Regions from separate parts of the Columba livia genome. Here region 1 is linked to region 2. A link is a contact called in public Hi-C data. All regions are on one chromosome and are shown on one strand. Each heading gives the region's core, a stretch centred on a gene start, on an enhancer-like site or on the middle of the called end of the contact. The rest is flanking DNA. Distances are from core to core; before and after follow the strand shown. Region 1 has its middle 29 kb from the start of LACC1. Region 2 overlaps TSC22D1 (TSC22 domain family member 1).

Region 1 (5,835 bases), core at 765-3,264, 240 kb before region 2:
AAGGTAAAAGTACATTCCCTGTATTAGGAAACAAAAAGCCAGGTCTTGTGCCAGTGGCATAGGATGTTACTGGAAAACCACACTAGGGAGGTATGTCTACCCAATTTTTATTCCCTTTTTATCCATAATTAGCTGCTGTTGGAAAGCCTGAGTGTGACAGACTTGCTGTAGCTGAGTACAGCTATTCTGCCTGTCAGACACAGTTCACTCTGCAAGGAATGGTCCCTTTGAACTAAATAGCACCAGTAATGGGTATATTGTTATGAAGTACCCACAGGTATTTACAGGATTTTGACTTCACTGAGGTTTACAGGGCTTCTATGTTGGTCTAGCTCTTTGGATATCAGCAGAGATAACCCACATACATTGTTGTGAATGTCATTATCAACCCTGCTTGCTGCTACCAAAAGTTTCTAGGGGCATGCTGGCAGGCCTGTGCTACATGCGATAAAGCTGCAGCGTATTTTAACCATAGTTAAAAGAAAAAACAAAACAAAACAAAACAAACAAACAACAAAACAAACAAAAAAAACCCATATGAAGACAGAGAGACCTGGCAGAATCCCAGGAGAGAGGATGGAGCTGGGAGGGATTTCACTGCTCTAATGATCAGCTTCTTCTGCAAAGAAGGGAGCAGGAAGAATGTGAAGCATTTGTCATATCTGCATCATTCTGTGACAAGAGATTCACCCTCTCTTATGAGCCCTTTTCATTTACAGTAAAACTCCTTTGTGCCTCACTTCAATGATTTTCAGTGAAAGGTCAGGAGGGGGTGGGGACTGGAGCAGTTAATTCAGCAATTGTACAGTACCCACTCTTAGATTCTTGAGGTTTTATTCTGTATTAAAACTAAGAAGCTGTTGTTTACTCCGGGATTACTGAATGGCCTCTGTTCCCATGATACCTAGAGGAGGCTGACAATTATTCTTCCTGGGTTCTCCCTGGAGCTATTTTGTTTGCTGGCAGGGAGGAAATTGTTCATGTTTCATTTGCACTACCGTTGTTCCAGCTGCCAGAGCAGGAATGCTTGTCCGCCAGCCTGCATCGGTGGCAGCGGCTCCCCTTCAGACCTGCCATCTGTTAGCGTTATTCCTATTATCATCTGCGTGATGGCAGTGCCTAGCTGGATGTCCCTCTGTGCTAGGCACTGCTCCAGTATGTCAAAAGCACAGAGGGGGCACCGTGAAGACAGGTGAGGGACACAAGAGACTGAGCGGGGGGGGACTTGTCTGCTCCAGTCCTCTGGGTAAGCTAGAAAAAGGGCCTTCAACTGCATCCTGCTGCCTCCGGCCCCTCTCGGACTCTTACTGACACATCTCCTTAAATATCCGCTGTAAATACCAGCTGCAGAACAACATAAAGGTCTGCTAGTCCCTGGTTAATAAAAACAAGGCTTCTTATAAACATCCTCATTCCAAATCCTTATATCATCCAGCAAGAGAAAAAAAGGAGAGGAGTTTTCATTTCACCCGGCTCTTAGTCACCTGGGATCCTCTGTAACATGGGATCCTCAGTACTCTGGAAGGTATTTTTTTGTTGACTCACAAGGTGCCACAATGAGCCGTTTCAAGCCTGGATTTCTGGATGTTGCAGTCTCAGCTTGGGACCCACCTTGCTGAGCTCCAATTTTAAGAAACGAAACCCACCCCGGCCCTGATCACACCTTGGCACCTTGCGAGACTGCGCTGAGCCCGGCCATGCTGAAACCCCGGTTCGGAGACAGCACTCATCATTTCACCTCCCAGCCTTTCCTCCGTTGCCTTTGTCCGGAGCCAGGAAGGCTGCCAGGGCCGGCTTCCCCCCGCGGAGCCTGCAGTGCCGGCGCGGTACCACTGAGCGGCACCGTCCGCCCGGAGACGCGGGGCCCGCCCGGGGACCCCACCCGCGCCCCAAGGCACCCCACCCGCATCCCCCCGGGGACCACCACAGGGCTGCTCCGAGCGGGAGGAGAGGTGACCCCACACGTCGGTTTGGAGTCACATAAACACACGAAAAGAGCATTTTCACCCTAAAGCTCAGCCTCAAAGGTCAAGGGGCTTTGCACGCAAGTCTATGAAACGCAAGTGTTTGCTTCACCGGTGCTTGTGAAGGGTGAGCTCATAACTCAAAACGCTGCTACGCCAGCCGGGCCTGCGTCCAAATAAGACGCCAACTGCCAAGGAGTTTTTCATCATTTATAGAATTTTGACTTGGTAGGAAGTGTTTTTTATATTTATTTATTTATTTATTTATTTATTTATTATTTTTCCCTTTACTGGCTTGTTTTTGTTTCTGAAATGACATTTGTGCCTCCAGATGTTCAAATGATTCAATATTAAAATGTTCTCAGCAACCCCGTGTTTTTTTTTGCCTTTTCCTTTTTATTTTCCTTTTTTTTTTCCTTTTTTTTTTCCTTGGGGGAGGTGGGGGGAGGGTTAGGGAGGATGGGGGATAAAACAGCAGCAAAAGTTTTCAACTTTAAAATAATTCAGTGTATGTTGTTCGCCGTGTTTTGAACAATATTTCTAGCAAATGGCTTTGTACAGGTCGATATCTAAATTGTGTCTATTTTCACTTTCTGAAAATTATGACCATTTCTTTACCTGGAAATCTGAATATTTGCTCATTAGCAGTTATGTTTTTAAGCTAATTGAGTAATTCCTATGAAGGATATAAAAATAAATCTGTAAAAAAAGGAAACGTTTCAAACCCTGTCAAACAGAAATGGGATGTGCACTTTCCATTAGTTCAGTTCCTTGATTTTTTTGACAATGCATCGTTCCAAAAGTGCTCCTAGTCTTGATTTGGGCACAGCTGTGGCTGCTCTGGGGCTGTATAGAAAGACATGCTGGTGTCCTGTCTCCCCATTCGTGCAGACTAGGGACCCACCTGCAGGATGCCACATCTCCTTTCCAGAGGAGACCGAGGTGATGGGAATGACTGCAGGCGAGCATCTCCATCTCACCCTGGTCACGATATGTGCCTCCAGCTTCAGGAACTGGAAGTCTCCCAGGCCTACCAGTTTCCATGTGGCCACTCTGTCTGTTTTGCTTGGTAGAGCCACTTCCCTCCTCTACCTTTTTCAGCCCAAAACTGCAGTTTCTATCCTCATTTCTGTGTGTGTTTTGGGGAAGTTAGTCGGGCATGACGCTTTGCCATTTTGGAGAGCAGACTTGCTCCTGCAGTCTAGCTCAGCGCTGGTGCATTTTTAAATCAAGTATTGTTAAGTGCTTCAAGTGAGAGTGGGGAGGGTTTACCATTCCTTTTGTAACAAAATGGTTTTAGTTTACATACATGTGAAGAAGATAAATTTGTGGTTGACAGCCAGAGACAGAAAAAGCCTGAGGATTATGTATTTTTTGTTGCAGGATGACTTGATATACAACACAAACACACACCAGTAATCAATAGCTTTAAGTTAGACATAGTGTTTGCAGGAGAGACACAGAGCTACAGCATTTGCAGAGATCCTCAAGCCCAGCTTCCTGAAGTTATGTAGGGTACCTAAATCCCAGTGAAATCAGTAGCCCTACATAATCTGTGGGGATCTTGCATGAAGATCAACTTCAGTGTTTTCATTGTTGTTGCTCTCTGCTTCAGCAAGCTAAACTGGGCAAGGCTGATCCCAGCAGTCACAAGCTGGATGGACATCCCACTGGCATTTATGGGACTCCATGGCTGCACAACCATGCTGTATAAAAATGTATATTATTTTCTCTGTCATATATATTTTAAGGAAAAAAATAAAAAGAAAGAAAGAGATTGTGGCCTGCTTTCCCTCTCCTCCCCAAACCAGAGTAAAATTCTTGTAGCTCTGCCCTTTTCCCTCAAATGCCTTTGCCCCAAAACTTGGTGGCACAATAAACAAGGCTTCTTTAAAGAAAAACAGGCAGCAGAGAATCCTTCTGCCAGTCCCATCCTTTCACTGGCTTTGAATCCAGAAGGGCTGCTCCCTGACAGTTGTCCTGCCAAGCCTAAAAGAGCTGTGTCAGCTCGGGTTTGGACGCCTTCCCTCTCAGTCCTGGACATTTTCTTCTGCAGTCTTTGTAAGGTGCAGGCAAACCAGGCAGCTGCCAAGGGGAGCTGACAGACAGACCTGCAAAATGGCCCATCACCACTTTGCCAAGTCTGCAGAGCCAGGTGGCCCATTGTGGCCAAGGCCAAGGCTGTGGTGGTGAGGGCTGTGTTTGCACCTGGAAGAACAGGCAGCCTCTCCCCATACAGCCCCTCATGCCCCATGGGGCTCCCAGGATCAGTGACAACCCACCCTTTCCTTTCTGTGGCAGAAGCAGACCCACCAGCTGTGCTCCTTGTTTTTCACTGTCAGAAAGGCCGAACGAAGCCTTGTCTATCTTTTGACCAGTCTTGTGCTTGATGTCCCAGCCAGGGCATCCTCCCTGTGATGCACCAGACTGTCTCTGGAATAACATTGTGCCTCCTGGCACCCCTCTCCTGCCCTGGCTTGCTGGGTGGAAGATGAAGGCGGTGGAAGAAAGGACAAAAAAACTGAATGAACAATGTAGATGCAGCCCCAGAACACTTTGTTTAGGAAAACAGCTGCTTTTTTTCCTGTGTGGTCTGAGCAATATGAAAACAAGGAGCAAAGCACTTGCGTGCCATGGTGCTGGTATGAAAACAGCAACTGGCTGCCGCTTGCACAGGGATGCAAGAGCTGAGGAGACACAGCCAGCTGCGTCCACCCCAAGGCTCCCTGCCCTCCTCATGCTTCAGCTCTCCATGGGGAAGGTGTGGAATCACCTCCCACACCTGAGCAGGTTACTGGTAATGTACATGACACATTTGTCCTTTCTGCCCTTGTATCCTGCATCTCAAGGGCTTCTTCTCAGCTGAAAATAGAGGGCAAGGGAATGACCTAGCTGTCTGACCAAAATTACCTGGGAGAGGAAAAGCCCTTTGGGTGTACTGTGTTTTTTTAGGTTTTCTTTACATTTGTGTTTCTACCATGGCTGGAGGGCCCATCTGAGGCTGTGTTAAGGGCTGTGCCAGCACTTTATAAAAAGGTGGATACATTCTAAGGACCCTCCCAGAAGGTAATGACAAGCACTACAAATCAGTGAGAGCATAGACGGCCTATCTACTAAAGCACACTAAAATGAACATCTACTTTTTGGCAGGGTTTTATGTAAATAAAGAAAGAATTGGTTTTCTCCGATTTCTGCAAAGTCATTGTTTATTTCACATATCACAACTGAGAAGGCAATTTGAGACAGGAAGAACAGCTCACTTCTAGCACTGTGGCTGAGACTGGGCAGTAATAGCAGAAATGGATTTTCTGTCTTCTTAAATTTTCAGATTAGGACTTGCTGTCTTCTCAAAAGTCCAATGCAAGTAATTGGGCTCACCTGGAATTGCATGACCATGGGATAATTTATGTTGAAAGTGACCTCACTAGAGTATCTAGGCCAATCCACTCCTCAAAGCAGCACCAGCTACATCAGGTTGCTCAGAGCTGTGTCCAGTCAAGTTCTGAGTATCTCAAAAAGTGGAGATACCACAGCTTCTTTGGGACATAGATGCCAATATTTTACCATCCTCAGAATGTTTTTTTTCCTGACATATAGTCTGAATGCAACGTTGCAGTGTGTCCTTTTCCTGGTTTTGTGCAGCTCTGAGAAGAAAGTCTTTATACCTTCTGCTTAGGTAGTTGTAGTCAACCATAACAATAATTTCTCCTCAGCAAATCTCAGCCTTTTCTCGTATGTGATGTGCTCTAGCCCCAGACCATGTTAGTTGCCCTCCTCTGTGCTCATTCTCATACGTCCAAAACTGGAGACAATTCTCTAGATGTTGTCGTCCCAGGTTCTGAGCAGAGGGCCGTGGTCACTGCCACTGAGC
Region 2 (6,696 bases), core at 2,666-5,165:
GAAGAATACAAAAGAGATGGCAGAAATGAGTGGCTGGCAGAGAGGGAGGTGTGAGAATATATACATGTTTTTCATTCTAGGCTGCTTTGCCCTTCCTTACACATACACCAGCTCCACTATCAGCATAAGGTCTTCCAGGAAGCACCAGACAGGAATTGCTACCACCAAAAAGCAAACATGATTTTTTTTTTGTTATTATTATTATTATCATCATCTATTTAGGGGTTTTTTTTGTTGTCATTTTTAAAGAGGAGGAAGGAATAAGAAAAGTAGATAAGGAAGAAAATACTCGGGCCATTTTCCTGGCTAATCATCTTTCTAATGATACCCATCATGGCAGTAGGATTTCCCTCTCCTGTCTACAGCTCCGTATAGCATGCCCAATTAAAGATCCATTGCACACTGCCAAGCAGAGGGCTTGCTCAGTAAATACAGATATAAACAGACTGATATTTGCCTGTGTCAAAAGTTTATCAGAACAGTTGAAGAATCACATTCCAAAGGAGATAAGTAGGCAGGCAGAAAAGACAGGAGAAAAAAACCACCTAAACTATAATCTAAGATATCATATTAAGAGATACAAAACAAGTACAATGAACAGTAAGGCTGCTACTTCAAGGTTAATTGAGAAGTGACTGAATCATCTGTGCCTGGGAACAAAGAGATATTGACACAGATAGAACATTATCTGATTATTTTATTCAAAAAATATGGTTATGTCATGGATTTGTCACCTGTGACGCTGTCTGGTCCATTCAAAGGAACCCTTCAAGATAAGCACATGGTTAAAAACAAAACAGTCTGCTCGCAATCTTACCAAACATAATTCACATATTGCTTATCAAGGCGTGTTTCCCAAAATTTACTTCGGCAGAGGCACGGTTAGATGTCTAGAGGGTAAAACTCAGCCCAGAGCCCACTGTCCCTGCCTTCCTCTCCACTGATCACAGAAGCAGCTCTACACATTTAATCTCCTACACTACGGTTAACCGTGATAAATATCCTCCCCTCTTTTAAAGCAGTTCTTTTCAGCATAAGCCAAACTCTAAAGGGAAGCTCATAAAAAAGAAGAAAAAAAAAAGAAACCACGCACACACACACAAAATATCAATACAATGGACTATGAGAACTCTGGTAGCTAAAAGCCATTGGCACAGCACCTAACAGCACCCTCTGGCTTCACAAGGTTACTCAAGCTGAGATCCTCACTGCGAAGGAACTTAATAGCAGCTCCTGCGCTTCTCCTGCTTCTGAGTCCATCCACCACTTCTTTCCAACCTCCCCATATTATTTTCTCTGCCCTTTCTGGTATTTTTCTCTTTGGTTTGGTTTGACTGGCACATTGTAAACCTTCTCAGTGTCCTCTCCCCAGCAGAAGACACACTTGCAATCAAGTTCGAAGCACGAGGGAAGTGTAAAAGGATGGATAGAGACAGGCAATGGATATCAAGCATGCGTAAATCAACTGAGCTACAGCTGTCTCTGTAGAAAATGTAAAAAAAACCCAAAAAAACAAAAAAACAACAACAAAAAAACCACACAAACAAAAAAACCCTGTTTATTCTATCACACCACACTGTAAGGAAAGCTGAGATCCACAGCACAGAAGATGATCAGTCTGGCACCTTTAACAAAGCCAAAGACAACAGAAAAATAATCGTAATTTTTAAAAGAAGGAAAAAAAAATATCACTATATATCATCCTAAACTGCATAGACTAACCCTAAAACCACCATATGATCAGATATTTTTACATTTAGTTCAACGCCTCAAAAAAAAGTGCTGAAAACCTAGCAATAACCATTGCTTGCAAGAAGAATAACTGGATTATGATTTTTAAAGACCTGAACCTTGGATACCTTTTGCTCTGCAACTGAACAAAAGAAACTGCAACATTCTCTTAATTCTGTTTTATTATTTATTTCCATTATTTTCTTGCCATTTTCAAGACAAAATAGATAGTTTTCAGTCTCAAACTGCTGTTCGTGCATAAACGGAAGTTTTTACTAGAATTAAAAGGTAGTCCACATAGCACATCTTTGTTTTTAAAGGAAATGGTTACTCATGCTGCCTTGAGACCTCCCTTCATTCACCATTTAGATGGCTGGTTTTTATTTCTTTAAGGCCCCTACTCAATTATAGCTCAGCTGCCTATAAAACACTCACATCTCCATACAACACACGTGAAAGACAAATTATCCATTTTTGCTACAAACACTCCTCTAAAGGCACAAACACAACTTTTTCAGGTTCTTATTCTTTACTTCTGTAGCAATTTAATTTTATATCAAGATGAAACTGCCACTGATATCAGCACTGGAAATCGGCACCTAAAATAGCGATGCAGGTTTGTTTGTTTTTTTTTAAAAAAAGAAACACTTATCCTTTGACCGTGTACATAATGTTTGAGGAAAACCAAAGAGGTCACGCGTATTTTTAAACTTCCCATCCAGCACAGTCTACACAAAAATAGGAATCGGAAGTGCCCGACGCTTGTGTAACCAGAAAGTTCCCAGTGTCACTGCAGGAAGGCTCAACATTATCCACACCAAGCTGCCCCTGGAGGGCTCCTTATGTATGGAATTAACTTTTACAGTCACACTAAGGCAGAAAAGCCTCTCTGTTTACAACCAGGAACTTGAACAAGAAAGATTAAAAGTGTAAGTACAGGTACAGGCCACTCACTATTTTTCTCCATACAATTTGGGAGTTGTTCAACCACAATAATAATTAAAGGAGTACCGTACATGAGCGAACTCTGTTCCAATGCAATACATAACCTAGCCCTGGCAGTTTTGAAGCTTTTTCTGCCTTTCCCTCCTTCGATGGGGGTCTGTGGGCTTGGAGAGGCAGCCACCCCCCAGCCTGATACAGCTGGCTCGCAGAGGTCAGGCAAGCCACTAACAACCCCAGAACTATAGCGCTATACATATTTTGAGTTAAAAGCTGAATATAAATGAAATCTACATATGCAGCCCCAAATTGGCACTCTGCAGAATCAGTCTATAAAAAGGTGAAACAATCACCATCATACATAAATGCAAAATAGCCAGATGTGGTGTCAAAAAAAGCAACCGTAATGCTATTAGCTACTTCCACCAACCCACGCCCAGCAGCCCATCTATAAGGTGAGTGGAAAGCTCTGCCTGACTTACTGAGTACCATTTCACAAATGCCATATGCCAGCAGAGTCTGCATCCCTGGTCCTCCCCTCAACCAACTAACTCCCACTGCTGCTAGTTTGGTCAGATGCAGATACAGCTGCGTTTCCAATTACCAGCACATGCAGACACCAGTTACTTTTTACTAAAGCTGTTCTGGTTTTTACTGGCTATCAGATGATGCTCAGAGTGAATCCTGCTTCTAGTGATACAAGCTGCTTAAGAGTAAAATCCAAATCAGTAGTTCAGGACGTTAATAACTTGTGGGAAAATTAAGACCCCCCCAAACTGTGCAAATTTCTTATGTTCTGCCTATTTCCTTTGCCATGCAGAGCCAACACTGAACTCCATCACCTTTTTTCAAGCAAGCAAGGACTTGACCTTCTTCCCCTTTGTGAAGTTGTTCCTCCGATACTGCATTCAGTGCAGCTGCACACCCGAGATCAAGCTTCTGCTGAGAACAACTTGAAGTTACAGACAGTTTCTGACGATTCCCGAGGATGACACTTCCACAGGCGCACCGCTCTCGTTTAAACACGGTTACCTACCCTGTTCACGTTCATTCGACAAAATTCAAAGAAGGCCAAACCCGTGTATTTCAGCATCCCAGTCTCCTGAAGGGCGGAGGAGCCAGCAGCGACTCAACGCCGCCACCTGGTGGCCGCCGCCAGAGGGACACTGCGCTCCGCGCCGCCGGCCGGGCCCTCCGCAGCGGGAGGGCATCGCCACCCGCGCCTCCTCACCCCCGTACCCTGCGGGGGTACTCACCCCACACCCCACTGCTACGGATTTGGGGGGGGATATAACCCTCCCGCAGGCGCGGATCTGCCGGTGGAGCCCGCCCGGGGCGCCGCCGCGGCCGCCAGGGAGCGCTGTGGTCGCGGCCGCCGCGGAGGGCCCCGCAGGCCGCTCCTCCCGCCACCACCCCGGGGCCCCCACGGCCCGCCCCGCTCCGGAGAGTCCCCCGGAGCGGACCTCCGGGCTCGGAACTGCTCTCACAGACACCGAAAGCTTGCCATAAAAACAAAAAAAAAAAAATAAAAATCAAGAGATAACTCCCTAAAAATGAGATGCTGCCAGTGGTTCAAGCTCTCCTCTGTTTCTCCTGAAAACTTGTATCTTCCTGAAAACAGTCTAAAAAAGAAGACACAACAGGCCGATTTTGCCTGCATTTACACAGATAACAGCTAAAAGGGGACAGAAGTATTTCCTTTTTGCACAGAGGCCGGGCATTGAATCATTTCAGCTGGAACAGACCATCAGAATCATCGAGTCCAACCACAACCTAACTCCAGCTCTAACTCAGACTGGATTGCTGTTTGGGAGCTGTGTCAGGACAGTCATGCGTAAGACCCTCTTAGGCAGGATTTATACTATCACAGAAATATAACATTATAACAGCATATAACAGTATCCAAGCGCAGTGACAGCACTCAGAGGTACTGCAGACAAAACTCAACTTACAGAAAAAAAGCAGGTTCTTGGATGATGGTGGAGCGCAACCCCAGGATGCGAAACTGGGACCTGCAGGCCACATCTGTCCCCAACTGCTGTGCATCCCCCAGGCCTGTACCATGCATTTCCTACCTGTTTTTATACTCTCCCCTACTACAGATAACATGTCAAAGGGAAGCTTGCAGAGACACAGTCCTAGAGAAAATCCAAGATGGTAAATCTTTGCCCTGAGCCCATTTGCCATGAGCATCTCCTCTCACAGACTGCCCTGAGAAAGGGGGTGCCTCCAGGACACAGTACCAGCCCCAACAGCCAGACCCTTTCCCAGGCCACCCAGAGTCACTCCCTAAACTTTCAGGTCTAAAGAGAGCTCAGGGCCAACCTGTGCTGATTTTCTCTCCCAGTAAATATTTAAGGCTTTGTGCAGGCAGAAGAAGCCCAGATAAATCTCCCCTGGGCTCCAAGTACAGGAAGCCATCACAGCTTTGACTGCTGAAGCCTGCTTGTGAATGGGTCCAGAAACAGACAGTGATCTGAACCAGACTCAGAACACACCATGTTTTTCTTGGGAGAGTTCACCTCTAAAACTGCAGCAGATAGGCTGTAGTACACCACACTCACCAACTCAAGCTATAACAACACCCTTCCTTCCGACAGTCCTCCAATCAGCGACAAAGCCACTGGCAAGGGCAGCAAGTTACTGATGCCACATCAGAACATCCACGCTTGATGAGAAAGGAAAACAAGGTATTTCACATAAATAATAGGACATCTATTATTTTTTTCCTTCAAAACACTGAAGTGACAATATATTTAAAAACCCTTCTCCCTTCCCAACTGTAAAGCCAATGTCACATCTCAGATTAAAGTAATTCTTATATTAATTGGATCACCAGAGTCCCTCTGGTGTCTTTCTGAAAACTCCCCTAAATTTACTACTTTCCATTACTAAGAGGTCACCTGCTTACCCACAACAAACACATGTCCATGGCATTGCACCTTTATTGAGAAATGACCCTTATTCATTGTGCCAGCCATGCAGCATATGACAGGAAAAAAAGAAAAAAGTTGTTTTAGCTGAAGATGCCAAAGGGTCATTGCACTCTGCCTCCCAACCTAATCCGACTTTGCTTTTTAGCAGTTACCTTTGCGCAAATAATAAAGCAGCAAGATACTGTGCACTCAAATCCTGCCCTATTTCCAGGGATACTACAAGAAAAAACAAAACAAACAAGTCCTTGCTGAACCTGGCTTAAGAAAGTACACACAAATGCATATGTGTGCACACAGGCACACAAGTGAGGTTGGCATGTCCTAACACAGATTTTAGGCAGTCTTAATTTCCAAGACTTTATACTGCTAGAATGTATTTCTAAAAATGAGACTTCTTTTCAACATATTTCATTAGGAAAAATGAAAAGCTTAAAAAAAGAGAGAGTGGTCCACTGTGCAACCATTTTCTCTGTGCTGATGAATATGTAATTCAGTGTTTTTCCTCTTTATGAACAACCAAACACTTGAGGGTATTGTTTTTGTCTTTTTATTTTTCTTCTCCCCCTTTTTTTTTTCCTGTTTGTTTGTTTTAACAGAGCACCAGCCAACATGGCAAAGACTTGTTCCTCAACTGCCAAAAGCATCACTAGTATAAAGGTGATGTCAGCACTGTTTTGTTAGTGAAGTTGGCCTGAACAGACAGAACATACACATTTTGCCAGGTCAAGCATTAATGGAAACTATCGTTAGTTTGCTTAGCCCAGCAGTATGAAAGCTCCTAAGACAAGACAACATCATCAAAAAAGATCTGGGATCACCTCAAACTTAATCGCTCAAGCTCAATTCCTCTGAAGATCCATAGGCTCAGAAATCCAATTCAGAAAAACCCAAGTGACTGAAGACATGGCAGATGCAATCGCACATACACACAAAAAAAATTAAGCCTCGACTTTTTTGCACTCATCCATCTCACCTTCACCCTTGCTGACTTACCTACACATGCATTGGAACACGGTATTTTACAGAAAATAGTGTGAACTCAAACAAAAACAGGAATTTTATGCAGTCTACCCTTCCAAATTTAGTA

Evidence for each region. Hi-C and Micro-C count contacts between places; a contact is called where the count stands out from the background.
Region 1: a Hi-C map of crop shows a contact between it and region 2, with 2.9 times the contacts expected there. The contact joins two enhancer-like sites. A contact is called at or near these places in 2 of 2 Hi-C or Micro-C datasets (crop and liver).

What each region holds. Positions count from the first base shown.
Region 1 is chr1:33,097,735-33,103,569 of bColLiv1.pat.W.v2, reverse strand. No RefSeq gene overlaps it. Among named protein-coding and RNA genes, the nearest start is that of LACC1, 29 kb to the left of the region's middle. Within about 2 kb of position 2,014, at least 3 of the 3 cell types and tissues checked have an H3K27ac peak away from gene starts, as active enhancers do.
Region 2 is chr1:32,859,655-32,866,350 of bColLiv1.pat.W.v2, reverse strand. The region is part of intron 2 of TSC22D1 (TSC22 domain family member 1); the gene reads right to left. Among named protein-coding and RNA genes, the nearest start is that of TSC22D1, 65 kb to the right of the region's middle. Within about 2 kb of position 3,915, at least 3 of the 3 cell types and tissues checked have an H3K27ac peak away from gene starts, as active enhancers do.